2 separate regions of the Zea mays genome follow, and region 2 is linked to region 1. The links are chromatin contacts, called in public Hi-C maps. All regions are on one chromosome and are shown on one strand. The core of a region is the stretch at or near the end of the contact, and the rest is flanking DNA. Distances in the headings are between cores, read along the strand shown.

Region 1 (7,779 bases), core at 2,021-4,520:
CATATTTGGATCTCTCTTAGAGGACAAGTTTGAATTATAAAACTAAATACTGCCTAAGCACTTTGAAAGGGAAATGACTTTAACATTTCCTATAATCGATTTTGGTGTTTGACGACCATCACAAACCTTATGTACTAACTAGTTTGTCTAGTTGATCATTTCTCAGGTGAATAAGTTTATCTATAATTATTCTAAGTCGATTGTCCGGAATACCGTAGATTATTCCAGACAGGAGAAGCTTTTTGGAAAAACACATATGTGCAGACCGTTCGGGCCCTTGCGGCGGACCGTCCGCGACAATAGGGTGAGCCTCGGACAGGAACTCTGCAAAAACATATGTTAACACTACGGACCGTCCGAAGGAGAAGCGAGCACCGTCCGGGACTAGGCGCGGACCGTCCAACCTCAAGCGCGGACCGTCCGGTCGTTGTAAAATTAGAAAACCCCGAAGGTGACGGGTTCGGTAAAATTCATTTTTAGCGTCCCCGCGGACAGTCCGGGGTGCACAGCTGGACCGTCCGCGACTGCTCTGTCTGACAATCTGACGACATATTTAATGCACTTATAGTCGTTGATATAGTCATTATTGCTGACCGTTGCGATTTCAGCCGTTGATGTACAAGGGCGGACCCTCCGCGTTCAGCAGAATTGGAGCAACGACTATAAAATGGTTGGAGACTATAAATACAACCCCAACCACCTCCATTCACTTAATCCAAGCCTCTCATTCACTCTCATTCAATACAAGAGCATTCACTTCAACCAAAGACACATTCAAGGTTCCAAATCTTTTCAAGTTCCATAATTGTGTCTAGTGATCAATAGCGATTAGTGACTTGAGAGAGTGTGATTTTGTGTCCTTTCTTATTGCTTGGCTTTTAATCGTGCTTTCTTCATCTCTCTCTAAACATTCTAAGTGATTTGTAAAGCAAGCAAGAGACACCTAATTGTGTTGTGATCCTTGCGGGGTCTTAGTGACCAGTGTGATTAAGAAGAAGCACTCGATCGGTCTAAGTGATCGGTTGAGAGAGGGGAAGGGTTGAAATAGACCCGACCTTTGTGCCATCCTCAACGAGAAGTAGGTTCTTTGGAACCAAACCTCGGGAAACAAATCACCGTGTTCATTTGTGTTGATCTTCATCACTCGATTTGTTTCTTCCCTCTCCTTGCTTTCTAAAGTTCTTGGCCCAGCGGCAACTCCTAGGGAGGCGATTTGAGCTGAGGAGGGGAGGACACTGCCGTGTGATCCATGATGCTGGGCGAGTTCTCGCCTAGGCTCCCCACCCGGGGGAAGTGACCTCCCATGGTATTGGCTGCAAGGCATTCCTGACTAGGGTCGCAGCTTGCCTCGCTAGGTAGGGACATGAGTCCGTTTTTTGACCCTGACAAGAGGATATCCAGGAACGAGTCCTGGACGCAGTCCAGTACTCCCACTACCTCAGTACAATTGGGTGGTGGCGAGCCGTGCGACCCATGGTACTCTTGAGGTGGGTCGAGTAGGAGGTCGCCGAGACTTCCAGCTACGTCGAGGAAGTCGCTTGCCAAGGGAGACTAGGCTTCTGAGGCCCTCGTCATCTCTCCTTTTTTGACGACAAAATCCAAACTCTCGAAGCGAATGTCCGTCCCTGGAGTCCAGACCGCGCCACTATCGTTGCTAGCCATCCGGAGCTTGGATGATCTTGTCGCGGAACGCGCAAGTCCCCTACCTGGCGTGCCAACTATCGGTGTTTCGTACCTTGCTCCAACAAGTAATTTTTTGTGCGCGTTCCGGGCTTTAGAGGGTGTGCACGGATGGCGCAAGATTTATACTGGTTTGGGCAGAATGTCCCTACTTCTAGTCATTGGTGGCTTGCGCTACCGACACCATTAATGATAAAACTCGTAGTAGGAGTTACAAGTAGTCGAGAGAGGGAGGAGAGGCTCCCAAATATCTTATCAAGGTGGAAGTGGAGCTTAAAGCTACAAGGTTGAGTCCTAGCTAAGTCTTGGCTTGGCGGGGCTCCAACCTCCTGGTCCTCGTCGGCGCTCCTCCTCTTGTTTGTCCTTGTGGGTTCTTCTCCGTTTGAAGGTGTTCGGTTGCCTCTCTGTCCCCTCGCCTTGAGGCGAGCCTCACCCTTTCATAGGCCGGGAGAGGGGTCGAGCGGTGTCTTCTCTGGGAAGGAGTCATATTGGTTTACCCCGGGTGAGACCACACGTACTCGCGGGGCCTGGGGCTGCCTGGCTATCGCACATTTATCGTGGTGTATGACATGAGGGCGACGATGGTCTCATGCACCATCATTCGGGCTATGCTAAGCCTTGGCTACCGTAGCCTGGGGCTTGACGCGGCCCGTCGTGTTGTGCCCCGTGGGAGGTCTGCGCACTCAGGCCTAGTCCGATAGGTCATAAGTGCGCCGCAGGCCGAGGGGAGGGCTTGCCATTAATACACCGGAGTCCAGGGGTTCGTAGGTCATGAGCGCTATGCGACCCGATGGCTCCGTAGGTCATGAGTGGGAAGCGGACCAGTGCCCACATTGTGGCTCGGTGCTAGGCATGGTTAATGCAGTCAGTCATTTATGGTAGGTCAGTCTGGCGGTGGGCACATGATCCACTCAAGTGGTTCCCTTCTGACATGCCCATCCCCCCTTGTTAAGCTCCGCCACGCCCGACCCTGAGCTCGGTGGCACGGGGTTCGACCAGGGGCGGGTCCTTCCAGGGCTGGTACACCTGCCTTTTTTGACTGACTAATGGGCCCCAGGGATCGGGGGCTCTTTCCTAAGTACGCTCACTGACCGCTGGGTCCCAAGGACCGAGGATCATTTCCCCGACAAAACATATAGTCCATATACCAAATATTAAACATACAAGAAAAACATTTCATTTTATCTTAACTAAAAGGCCAAACATGGTATGAGTTAAAAAGGAGCACAATTCTTTTAGCTAGCAGGATGTTACTACATGAGAGTGCTATGTTGCGTGAGGCCTCTTATCGTGTTGGGATTGAGTGGTTTCTCACAACCAATCTATAAAGTAACGACCCACTCATAAACAAGAAGGAGAGAAAGATGAATAGACCTACACACTGTCGTGTTGGGTGAGTTAACAAACGAGAGGTGAGGGATAGAGTTATAAAGGCATGTTTGGATCGTAGCCTCACTTGCCATACTTTGCCTAACATTTCTGCTTAAGTTTAGTTCTTCAATTCGAACGACTAACCTTAGGCAAAGTGTGACATAGTTAGCCACGAACCAAACAGGCCCTAAATGTGTGCTTCGCATGTGACGCAGAAGTGAGGGAAGAGGGAAACAAATATCCATTTCACGCGTGAGGCAGGAATACCTAGAGAAAGATACATCATTTTTAAGACACCTTGTTAATGTATGTGCTGGCCACAAGCAAGTCCAGACGAGTGCACTATTTTTTCCTTAAAAAAATACTCCATTCGTTTTAAATTATAATTCGTTTAACTTTTCAGTCCAAATTTGATCGGCTCATTTTATTTAAAAAATTCATAATTATTCGGAATGAGTATTTTAGACTAGCCGTCGATGCATATACCACCTGCATTCCCCTTTCGTCCACTGCATTTTATCCTTCCTGGTGCTCTGTCCACCTCTCTCGCTCTGGGCCGCCGCCGCCGCCCTAAGCCACGTGCTGAGGCTTTCGTTGGTCTCTTCGCCGGCGACGAGCACCCAGGTACTCCCTCTTCTTCTCTTCCCTTCGTGCTGTGCGAAGTCCTTTGTGGGGCGACACGGGCGGAGTCCGCGCTGCCGCCGCAAGAGTTCGCTCGCCTCGCTCCTCCCAACCTCGCCGTCGCCTGGGCGCCGGTCCAAGGATGGCGGCGGCGATGCCTCTCTGCTTTCCTCGCGCGTTCTCCCCCCAAGCGTGCTTGTCTCCTCGTGCCTGCGCCAGCTAGGACGCTTCCCTGGACAAGCTGCCGTCGTCGTCGCTGTCTCTTGCGTGGACGATGTCCTGCCGGACGGCGACTCAGCGGTGGCGCCGGCCTCGATCTGGTGCGGTATGGCCGGATCCGTGGCGTGGTGTGCTGTGGGTGAAGATCCACTTGCCAGGGGCACGGATCCGCACTCCATGAGTCCGGATCTGCACTCCTTGGAGGTGGTGAGGTGATTCACCGGCAACAACAGCGGTGACATCTCGACGCACGCGGGTGGCGGTGCTATGGCACCCTCCTAGCTCCGAAAGTCTTTGTAAAAAAAATTAAAACATAAAAATAAAAATATTGGGTGCCCCTTTACTGGGCTTGCCCCTGAATGTGATGTTGCAAATTTCAGATGCATCAGAAACTGTTGTCCTTGTGCGAACTTTTCTGTATAAATTGAATTTACCGCTCTCAGTTAGCATGCACATTCAAATCCACTGTTCCTTTTCAACCACATAGTGAACCAAAACACTCTCATCACTGAGCGATATATGATTCTATCCATATGCCACTTGCAGCAGTTCTGTAGAAATGGCTGATGGTGAGGACATCCAGCCTCTTGTCTGCGACAATGGCACTGGAATGGTCAAGGTCAGCCCCCGTCCCTGACTTTGACAACCTTTACTTCCAAATATGCCACTAATTATGTCTGTCTTTTAGGCTGGTTTTGCTGGCGATGATGCACCAAGGGCGGTTTTCCCTAGCATTGTTGGCCGTCCTCGCCACACTGGTGTCATGGTAGGGATGGGACAGAAGGACGCATATGTTGGCGATGAGGCACAGTCCAAGAGAGGTATTCTTACGCTCAAGTACCCGATTGAGCACGGTATTGTGAGCAACTGGGATGACATGGAGAAAATCTGGCATCATACTTTCTACAACGAGCTTCGTGTTGCCCCAGAGGAGCACCCTGTGTTGCTCACCGAGGCTCCTTTGAACCCAAAGGCCAACAGGGAGAAGATGACCCAAATTATGTTTGAGACTTTCAATGTTCCTGCCATGTATGTTGCAATCCAAGCGGTGCTCTCACTCTATGCTAGTGGGCGTACTACTGGTATGACCTGATCCTTCCTTTAGTTTGGCGTTGATTCAGTTTCATAGTTCTAGCTAGCATCATCTCTTTGATCCCAATATGCTGTTGTCAACTGTTTATCTGAGGCTATTGTCAAGGTCATACGAAGCCACCTCATCATTATCTTCTATTCTTGCTCATGAGTCATGAGATTGCACAACTCAGATACACTGCATGTGTGTTTACCACCTCAGTCTGTATGTTGATATGAATTCAGTAAAAAAATAAGTATAATATATCAAGAATAAAATATGGAAGTTAAACTTAATTGTTTACATGGTGTGGCTGAAGTTTCCTCTTTTTCTTTTTTTTCCCTTATCTTGTTTACTTTCTCAATCTACAGGTATTGTACTCGACTCTGGTGATGGTGTGAGCCACACTGTGCCCATTTACGAAGGATATGCCCTTCCTCATGCCATTCTTCGTTTGGATCTTGCTGGTCGGGACCTCACAGACTCCCTCATGAAAATTCTCACTGAGAGGGGTTACTCCTTCACAACCTCAGCCGAGCGAGAAATTGTAAGGGACATCAAGGAGAAGCTAGCATATATAGCCCTTGACTATGAGCAAGAGTTGGAAACTGCCAAGAACAGCTCTTCAGTTGAAAAGAGCTATGAGCTACCTGATGGACAAGTAATCACCATTGGTGCAGAGAGATTCAGGTGCCCTGAGGTCCTCTTCCAGCCGTCGATGATTGGTATGGAGGCTGCTGGAATCCATGAGACAACATACAATTCAATCATGAAGTGTGACGTGGATATCAGGAAGGACCTCTATGGTAACATTGTGCTCAGTGGTGGTTCGACTATGTTCCCGGGTATCGCTGATCGTATGAGCAAGGAGATCACTTCCCTTGCACCAAGCAGCATGAAGATCAAGGTCGTTGCACCGCCTGAGAGGAAGTACAGTGTCTGGATAGGAGGGTCGATCCTAGCCTCGCTCAGCACTTTCCAACAGGTATGTATTTTCTATATTTGTTTCAGCTGCAGCACTTCATTTCTTTTAACTCTATTATCGCCGAAATGAAATCACTTCTGAATTCTGTTATTATGTGCCACTGATTTACCAGATGTGGATATCGAAGGAGGAGTACGACGAGTCTGGCCCGGCAATTGTTCACCGGAAGTGCTTCTAGGGTTTCACAAGTTCCTCGTCGTTACCTAGTCTCAAATTATGTCCCCTCCATTTCTCGAGATATGTGTGGCAGATTTGCATGATACGTTTGTTTGTTTCCATCGGACCTGAAGTCTTCTTGGGGATAGGCTCCCCCCTTTGTATGTTGTGGCTCCAATCCATGTGCGAGCACGCTGTGTCTGTCGTGACACCTGGTTCGTGAGATGGGTTGTCAAACTTGATTGGTTTGTTGTGCGTGGCTGGAAGAGCTGATAGTTATATATTTGGCTTGGACTGTGCCGCTTGTATGTATCTGAATTCTGAAAGCGTTGTAATCTGAGCATCCGTGCAAAGTATGAATGGCCCTTTTATATGGGCTGGATTTTCCGGTTTCTATACAATTTGGTGTTTGTCGACTGCCAAGACTTAAAATATAAACATGATCGTATTGCAGATATTGAACTGTGCAACTGGAGCTTATATACAACAATGATAGCTTGGTTTGGATTTTCAATAAGCACAAGAAACAAATGTTGCATGAGTTTTGAGGTTTTCAGGAGATACGTTTTGCAGCATCAAATTTGACAAATTCTCACCGTGGAACGGCGGTTGAATCAAACCATCATGCAGATGAGCTCGGAATTTGCTTTCTCATACGATTTGACAGGTTGCTCAAAGGGATTACTCACCCATGTACGTTCGTCCATGACCAGAATTAGGAACATGTCGTGGACTGTCGAGAAGCACTGGTGAAAACTGTCGAGAAGCACCGGTGAAATTCGTTGGGTACGTGCCTTCCTCTCTTAGGGTATGTTTAGTTGAGGAGTTGTGTACGTGCCTTCCTCTCTTAGGGTATGTTTAGTTGAGGAGCCGAGGAGAATGGACTCTAGTGTAGTTGCGGATATCATGACTAAATGCATGTTTGTATAGTTAGTTATATATTTTAGGTTTAATTTATGCGTCCATGAGTCACTACGACCACAGGGTTATTACATATGTATATATCTTAGTGGCCTTGCAACGATAGTTTCTTATAGTACTAACTGTATATAAAACAAATCAGATATATCTCTCTTCACCTACTAAATGGGAGTTTTGTTCCCTTCCTGCACTCCTCGCGACGCTCGCTACCCTGCACGCCACATAGGAACCACTCCTTCCAACCTGAAAGTTTGGACCGGGCCATTTAGTGTCGGTACGGCACGACACGATATGAAAATAAGAGCCTAAAGCACAGTCTGACACGAAGGAAAATGAGCTGGCACGACCTCACTTTTAGCTCTATTCCCATACGACCACACCAACCGCTTCCCTCTTCCTCCCGTCACCTCCATTAGTGCCCCGCCTTCGCACCTCTGATTGCGGCGCACTCCCCACAAAGATGCAAGGATGCACTCTGAAATGATCACGATGCCCAAGAGGTGCGTGTGGGGGGTGAATTGTGCTTTTCTAAAATTTCAACAAAAGTTAAACCTTAAGCATGAGCCCAACTTCATCCAAACTACTAGCAATAAGTAAATGCTGCGAGATAGACAACAATACTAAGTCATTATTACAAATACTAACTAAGCAAATACACAAAGTAATATGCTCAAAGTAAATGTGGAATGTAAAGAAGGGACAAGAAGACTCCTCCAATTTTTCCCGAGGTATCGAAGAGTCGGCACTCTTCCCT
Region 2 (7,779 bases), core at 2,971-5,470, 170 kb after region 1:
AATCAGTGAGGGGATGCAGCCAGGCTACCTGATGAAAATCCTTGAAGCCAAGCGATGGCTGAAAGGTACCAACTTCCGTGAAGTTGCGCTCCTCCAACGACAGCAGCAAGACAAAAGCAACGCGAGCGCTCCCCATCCAGGGGCTCGGAAGGTGGAAGGGCGCAATGCATAAGGGAAGTGCGAAGACATGGCTGCCATCCAGGGGGGTCGCCCCCTTTTTAAAGGCGACTCTCCCCACTTGCGTCCTAAGCCGTTGCGGACTGAGTCTTCACCAACACGCTTCAAGGTCCTCCCCCTACGACACGGGGGCTGGGTCCCACGCGTCATGCGAGCTGGCCCAGGACAGAAGAAGCCAAACCGCCACGCGCGGAGCGCGTAACTGCCCAGCGGTTACGAGCACACCTCCACTTTCGCCCAGACCAGCGGGTGAAAGGGCGGACCGCCATGCAGGCGGCATGCAACTGCACCAAGGGGACACACCCTTTCGACTTCGACGCGTCCAGCATGGGGCCCAGGCCCACACGTCATGTAACCGGCGCACCGGTTACTACGTGCGAGAAACTGCACCGCCACTTGCGCCAGTACCGCGCCTTCTCGACTGCAGAACCGGTGCCGCGACTCGAGGCAACCCTGCGCATGGCCCCACAGTGCCAACCGAGCACATCGGTCACGGGTCAGTCCGCCGCGGGAGAAGGCGCGATGGTCGATATGGCCAAAAGTGGGTCGGCAGTAATGGCGGTGGCAGGCGGGCGGAATCAGCAGTCAAATCATATGCGGGCTCGCGTCCCCTCCTGGAGTAGCAGGAGAGCCCTCTCCCACGGCGTGAAGATGACGCGCCCGTGTTCCGTTCCTCGAACGACTCGCGCACGCACAATGGCTGCCTCGCCAACCACTCGTCCCGTCACGTTAACTCTGCGGCAGGGCAGGCGACACCTTTGGTAGGCAAAGCGGGTGACGCTTCACCTCTGCCATAATGACCGCGTCAAAAAAGTTGCGCCACGTCGTTCAATTTCGTATCCTTTTCCTCTTCCCCTTTCTCTCTCTTGCTACAGGGTCCGGGAAAGGGGATACTCCGAAAGGGATCCTTCTCCGCGAAGGAAGCGGGCCCCGAGCCCTCCTACTGATCAGAGGTTCGAAGGCTGGCCCCTCGGAAGGTTTCGACAGCCGCCTCAGGCCACTCGGGCTCCGCGCCCACTACTGATCAGGGGTTCGAAGGCTGGCCCCCCGAAGGGTTCGACAGCTGCCTCAAAACACGCAGAGCGAGGGATGACTCTAGGTACGTCCGATACATGGCCGAGGCTCGGGCTACGCTCCCGAGGTACCCTAGGACATTTCCGAGACCGCCAGGAGCGATTCTGTAACGGAATCCCATCAGAGGGAGGCATCGATCCCTCGGACCCTATCAAACGGGACCGGGTCCGGCAAATCACCTGCAGGTACTTTTGGAGCGCGCCTCTGGGCCACTAGCCGACCCTTATCGAACGGGGCACGAGCGTCCACTCGGATCACCCGTTAGCAACTCACTGGAGACACCATGTTCGGCGCCCTTCGAGGGCAGCATGGCGCTTTTCCCCCTCCTCCTTGCGGAAAGGCGACGAAGGGGCGTATGAAAAAGCCGAGTCAGTCCTTGACCGTCCTCTCGCTCTGTGCGGAGGCTCGGGGGCTACTCTCGCAAACCCGGCTCCGGCCAAACCGTTGACGGCGTCAACATACCAGCCCGAGAACTCGGAACCTGACTATGCACCCGGGCTATGACCAGTTCGCATGAGGGAACAATCAGACCGACTGAGGCATCACGAAAGGCATTAAGACCTCGAAGGAGTCAAACCACTCCTCCGAGGCCTCGGGGGCTACACCCGGCGGGTGCGCTCGCGCGCACCCACCGAAACAAAATGCAACCGAGAGAGGCCGGTCCCCTTGCAAAAAAGTGCGACAAAAGCGTCCAAGCGAGTACCAACACTCCCTTCGAGGCTCGGGGGCTACTGTCGGGGACCATAATTAGGGGTACCCCCAAGACTCCTAATCTCAGCTGGTAACCCCCATCAGCACAAAGCTGCAAAGGCCTGATGAGCGCAATTCAGGTCAAGGCTCCGTCCCCTCAAGGGACACGATCTCGCCTCGCCCGAGCCCAGCCTCGGGCAAAGACAGCCGACCCAGGAGGATTCACGTCTCGCCCGAGGGTCCCCTCAAGCAACGGGCACACCTTCGACTCGCCTGAGGCCCAGCTCGGGCAGGCTTCGCGGAGAAGCAACCTTGGCCAGATCGCCTCGCCAGCCGACCGGATCGCAGGAGCATTCAATGCAAGGATCGCCTGACACCTTATCCTGACGCGCGCTCTTCAGTCGACAGAGCCGAAGTGACCACAATCACTTCGCCCCTCCACTGGCTGACCTGACAAGAAAACAGCGCCGCCTGCGCCGCTCCGACTGCTGTGCCACCCGTCAGGGTGAGGCTGACAGCCGTCAAGTCCCTCAGGCGCCATAGGAAGCTTTGCCTCGCCCGACCCCAGGGCTCGGACTCCACCTCGACACCGGAAGACGAACTCCGCCTCGCCCGACCCCAGGGCTCGGACTCAACCTCGACCTCGGACGACGGTCTCCGCCTCGCCCGACCCCAGGGCTCGGACTCAGCCTCGACCTTGGACGACGGTCTCCGCCTCGCCCGACCCCAGGGCTCGGACTCAGCCTCGACCTCGAACGACGGTCTCCGCCTCGCCCGACCCCAGGGCTCGGACTCAGCCTCGACCTCGGACGACGGTCTCCGTCTCGCCCGACCCCAGGGCTCGGACTCAGCCTCGACCTCGGAGGAGCCTCCGCCTCGCCCGACCTTGGGCTCGGACCGACCACGTCGCAGGGGGGCACATCATTACCCTACCCCTAGCTAGCTCAGGCTACGGGGAACAAGACCGGCGTCCCATCTGGCTCGCCCCGGTAAACAAGTAATGATGGCACCCCGCGTGCTCTATGACGACGACGGTTCTCAGCCCCCTACGGAAGCAAGGAGACGTCAGCAAGGACCCGACAACTCCGATAGCTGTGCTACTACAAAGCTCAAGCGCTCCTCCGACGGCCACGACATCACATGAACAGGGCAGCAACACCTCTCCAACAGCCACGACGGCATGTACATAGGACTCTGGCTCCTCCCTGCTAGACACGTTAGCACATTGCTACACCCCCATTGTACACCTGGGCCTTCTCCTTACATCTATAAAAGGAAGGTCTAGGGCCCTCGTACGAGAAGGTGGCCGCGCGGGAGAACGGGCCGACGCACAAGGCTCGCGCTCTCTCTCTCTCCCTCGCGAACGCTTGTAACCCCCTACTGCAAGCGCATCCGCCCTGGGCGCAGGACAACACGAAGCCGCAGTTTCCCCTTACTGTTTTCCCCCTTGTATTCTGTCTCGCGCCGACCCATCTGGGCTGGAACACGCAGCGATAATTTACTCGTCGGTCCAGAGACCCCCTGAGATCGAAACACCGACAAACCTTGAGACCTCAGATCTGTTTTCTAAGTAAAAAGACAACTAAGAGACTATATGATACAACCTAAGTCCCTAAATCATAAATACAGTTATATTCTGTTTGAATGTAGGCATTCACGTGGTGGAATTAAAATTGTCTACGAATACCAAATCTGAGGGGGAATGACAATGATATGCAATACTAATGTTGTGATTTGGATGCGGGATGCAAATGGTAGTTGGTATCGCAGGACGCAGGGTAGCAACCAATTCCAAATCTGGTTTGGGTGTACAAACACTTAACCTTCCTCCCACGCGCACAGAGCACTTAATTGGGGAGGGCGACTTAATTTCTGGTGAAAACCGAGAGGTCATGCTCGGAATTGCGGGCACACATGCACATGTGAAAACAAATGTCATGCAATATTCGCTGGCAATTCTGTGGAGCCAATTTCGACGACGTCTGCTAGTATTGGATCCGACAAATTTCATTTTCTGATTCTAACTTCTAATTCTAACATCCAAACGAGCTGTTAAGAAACAATAAACAATATACATGGAGAGTCATGTATAGACAGGTTCTCCATGAAAAGACTGTCTATGCGAAGAACTCGCCTATTGTAAATCTTTTAATTAACTCATATAGTCATAGACTGAGAGGGACTCTATATTAAAGTGGTGTTTAAATACATTGGATCTAACAGTTAATTGACTAAATATTTGCTAGTAGAATTAGCTAGCTAACTGTTAGCTAATTTGAAAATGTAGCTAATAGCTAGAGTGTTTGTCTTAAACTAATTTTAACAACTAGTAACTAACAGTACCTATACCGAATTGGGCCAATAACAGACTGCGTTGACCAATCCGGCGGCAAAAGTTGACTCCAAATTCCCCTCTCCGCTTCCGTCTCACTCGTAATCGTCCTCCTCTTCCCATTTCTGCTTCCTCCTCACGGGCGTGCGACGACGTCAGCAACCCCGCCGAGTACCCCTCCTTCCCCTCGCAGTCGCCGAGGGAGCAATTCCGCCCCCAATCGGCCGCCTGAACCCTTCTTCCTTCCCTTCCCGCGGCATCCGATGTGCGTTGCCGCCGCCGCCGCGCTCAGATAGCCCAGCCTAGCTGGCGACGACGAGGAGGGGGACCGTAGCCCTAACGATCCGGTCCCCACATGGCGGGGAGCTTTCGCGAGGGCGCGGGGCCGGGGGACACCCACGCTCCCCCGCCCCCGCCCACCCCACCCTTCTTGCAGTTCCTCGCGCTCGACGCGCTCGCCTCCTGGGGCTCCGACCCCAAGCAGCCGCACTGGCGCCACCCCGAGCTCCGCCGGGCGCTCGCCTCCAACGACCAGACCGACGAGCTCAGGCGGATCCGCGCCAGCGTCCAGGACTCCGCGGTCAAGGCCAAGTGCGTACTTTCCCTTTCCTCCCCCCCTTCCCCCTCTGTCTAATATCGCATTGCTGACGCTGGCTGCCGCTCAATTCCGTGCCCCCTTCCTTCCCGGTCCCCGCAGGGAGAAGGTCAGGTCGCTGCACGAGGCCATCCAGAAGCTCGACAAGTACAAGAACATTGTCACACGCAAGCGCCAGCGCGCCACCGAGGCGTCGTCCTCGCCCGACAAGCTCGGGGCTGCCGGTGCCTGCTCCTCGTCCACAGGCGCGCTCAGGATGGGGGCGCAGAACAACTCTGCTGTCTTGAGCAAGCGCGTGCGCTCCTCTCTCGCTGATGCCCGGGTTCGTGTGCTCGGCCCACTCTTCGTCTCAGCTCATAGCCTTTGCGTCACTTATTATTTTCCTTAGTTTGTTTTGGCCACAGCAAATATTCCTGATTTCATTAATGATCGCCATAAGATTCTGGAATCCGGATCATAGTCGTTGAAAAGGTTGTACCTTTTCAGTCTTATAACAGCTAATTATAACTCATGCAAGTGTCCCTAGCTACTCATGTTCTTTTGTCCTTATCAGTGGAAACCGCTAAGATTCCAGAAATCTTGCTCTTGTAAGCTGAGTTGCATGGGGACCTGGTTACCACCCTGTCCTCACCTCATTTTTCACATATAAAGAGCATGCGGGACAAGTGTGGGAAAATGGTGATCTTGGACGGATTCCGAAGTCAACTGATATAGCCTTTTATTCTCACACTCATGTCACTCATAATCCTTACCTAGTCTCATTGTTCTTGGGTCTGGAAACTACAACTCTGGTTGATCTAGTTTCAATGCTACTTCACCTTAAAAAATATGGCCTTCTAATTAATGTGCTTCATGAATGATGCGCTGTTCTGAACTCCAATCACAATTTTTTACCATGATAATATTTTCACATTCTTTATGAATTTCTTCACTTAAAAAGCTTGGTTCTGTTGTTTATACATGTTTCAGGTGGAAGGACGTGGTAGTGTTCCTACAAGGCAAGGCCCTTTGGTTAGTAATGAGAAAAATTCACCTGTGGAGAAGGAAAAGAACAGTACAAGAATATCTGCTATCGTCTCAGGACTTTCTGATGAAAAATTGCGGGGTTTATCTACTGGCAGTGAAGGGTGGGAAAAAAAGATGAAGCGTAGACGCTCTGTTGGAACAATGCTCAGCAGAGGCAGTGATGCTGATCGAGATGTCAAATCCATGGGTCAGCATAGACCAGCCAATGAAGCACGCCCACGATCTAGTGATGGCCTTGGATATAGGTAAAAAATTGTGCTTGCCATTATTTTTTGTTCCTTGAGAGTTAGAACTTTGTTTCTGGTTGCTGACTCTCTGAAATGATCGTCTCTGATTGATCATCATGCTGAACTAAAGCATGTAATCTTGGGAAAACTTAAACATTGAGAAGATATGTGTGATATGCTCACAAATTGATATCATCTGCTACCTTGAAATAGAGATATAGGGTCCAGCATCAGCGAGTAGAATGATACTACATTATTACTGCACGTGCGTCATCAGAAAGGTGGTGTTTGGCAGCTTGTGTTTCTAGCTCTTCCTTGGGCTATTCTCTGATCAGCATGTTTTTTTGTTGTTTGCAACCTGAATCCTCTTCCATCACTATATTTGGAAATCTTCTTTGCCTCGGTATCCATGTTAGAGCTCATCTTTCTTAATTCTCACATCGCAGACATGGAGTTTCTGCTGGAGCACTAGCAGGTAACAAGTTGGATGGCACTTCTCAGCAGAACAACATTGTATCCTGCATTCTGCCCAAGTCAGATGTCGATTATGTGGCTCAGCCAAATGAAAGAAGAGAACGCCATGCTGGAGTTGAAAAGGAAAGGACTACAGTAAAAGGAAACAAGTAAGCTAAGATACTTCTGTTGTCCTGATAAGCCACGTTTTTTCTTTGCTACATATATGTGAAAGGGTATTGCAAAATTGCCATTTATTGGATGATATATGCAATTTGTTATCTAGGGTAAATACTTCTGATGATATGCAAAACGGAAGCTTAAGTCCCCTGCCCAAGGCTAAAGCATGCAGGGCACCAAGAACCAGTTCACTTGCTATAAACTCATGTTCTAATTTCCAACGTTCAACTGGAGGAAATGATGAATGGGAAGAAGCACCGTACCCAAATAAAGTGTCACCTTTGGCGGGCATGACGAATCGCAAACGTTCCACACATTCAAATGCTTCCTCACCTCCTATTGCCTGGGTAGGGCAACGCCCACAGAAGATGTCACGGACAAGAAGAGCAAATGTTGTTTCTCCAGTGTCAAATTTTGATGAAGTGTTATCTGAAGGATCACCACTTGACACTGCCACTAGATCAGCACCTATAGAGTCTGGCAGTGTCTTGCTGACAAAGAACACATCAACAACCAAAATGGATAGCATCCCATCTCCTGCTGGGTTGTCAGAAAGTGAGGGATCGGCTGTGGCTGAAAGCAAGTCCAAGGAGAAAACCATGCATAGTGGTGAAGTGGGGAACGAGGGTGCAAATACAGCCCATAATGCAATGGGATTAATATTTTTGTCAAATAAAAATAGGATTCCTTTGAAAGAAGAGCTCGAAGATGGTGGTGTTCGTCGTCAAGGGAGGAGTGGAAGGGGTGCTATGCATGTCAAGGGGTGTTCTCTAATGCCAAAAGAAAAACTGGTCACTGCAGAAACAAGAAAGCCAATAAAAGGTGGAAGACCTGGATCTGAAAAGAACGAGAGGTACTTAATTGTCATGTTTTGGTGGCATTGGGGGATCATAGCTTTGCATATGAAACTTGATTCTATCTTCTAATCATCTGCGCAGTAAGTTGGGGCGGCCACCAATGAAAAAAGGCTCTGACCGCAAAGCTTCATCCTGGCATTCACAGGCTCTAAATAGTGATCTTACAGA

What was found. A called contact is a pair of places that touch in the nucleus more often than the background predicts.
Region 2: a Hi-C map of ear shows a contact between it and region 1, with 4 times the contacts expected there. The contact joins the promoter of LOC103637325 here to the promoter of LOC103635981 in region 1. A contact is called at or near these places in 14 of 25 Hi-C or Micro-C datasets (bundle sheath, ear, endosperm and 6 more) and 2 of 3 datasets of contacts at active chromatin or transcription factors (leaf and seedling).

The regions. Positions count from the first base shown.
Region 1 is chr8:138,092,535-138,100,313 of Zm-B73-REFERENCE-NAM-5.0, forward strand. LOC103635981 (actin-97) reads left to right here and starts at 3,271. Exons shown (of 5, transcript XM_008658343.4): 1 at 3,271-3,675; 2 at 4,441-4,510; 3 at 4,580-4,973; 4 at 5,335-5,948; 5 at 6,061-6,520. The coding sequence starts at 4,451. The coding sequence ends at 6,126.
Region 2 is chr8:138,262,425-138,270,203 of Zm-B73-REFERENCE-NAM-5.0, forward strand. It overlaps LOC103637325, which reads left to right and starts at 4,221. Exons shown (of 16, transcript XM_020543384.2): 1 at 4,221-4,864; 2 at 4,971-5,190; 3 at 5,838-6,139; 4 at 6,568-6,744; 5 at 6,861-7,607; 6 at 7,693-7,779. The coding sequence starts at 4,629.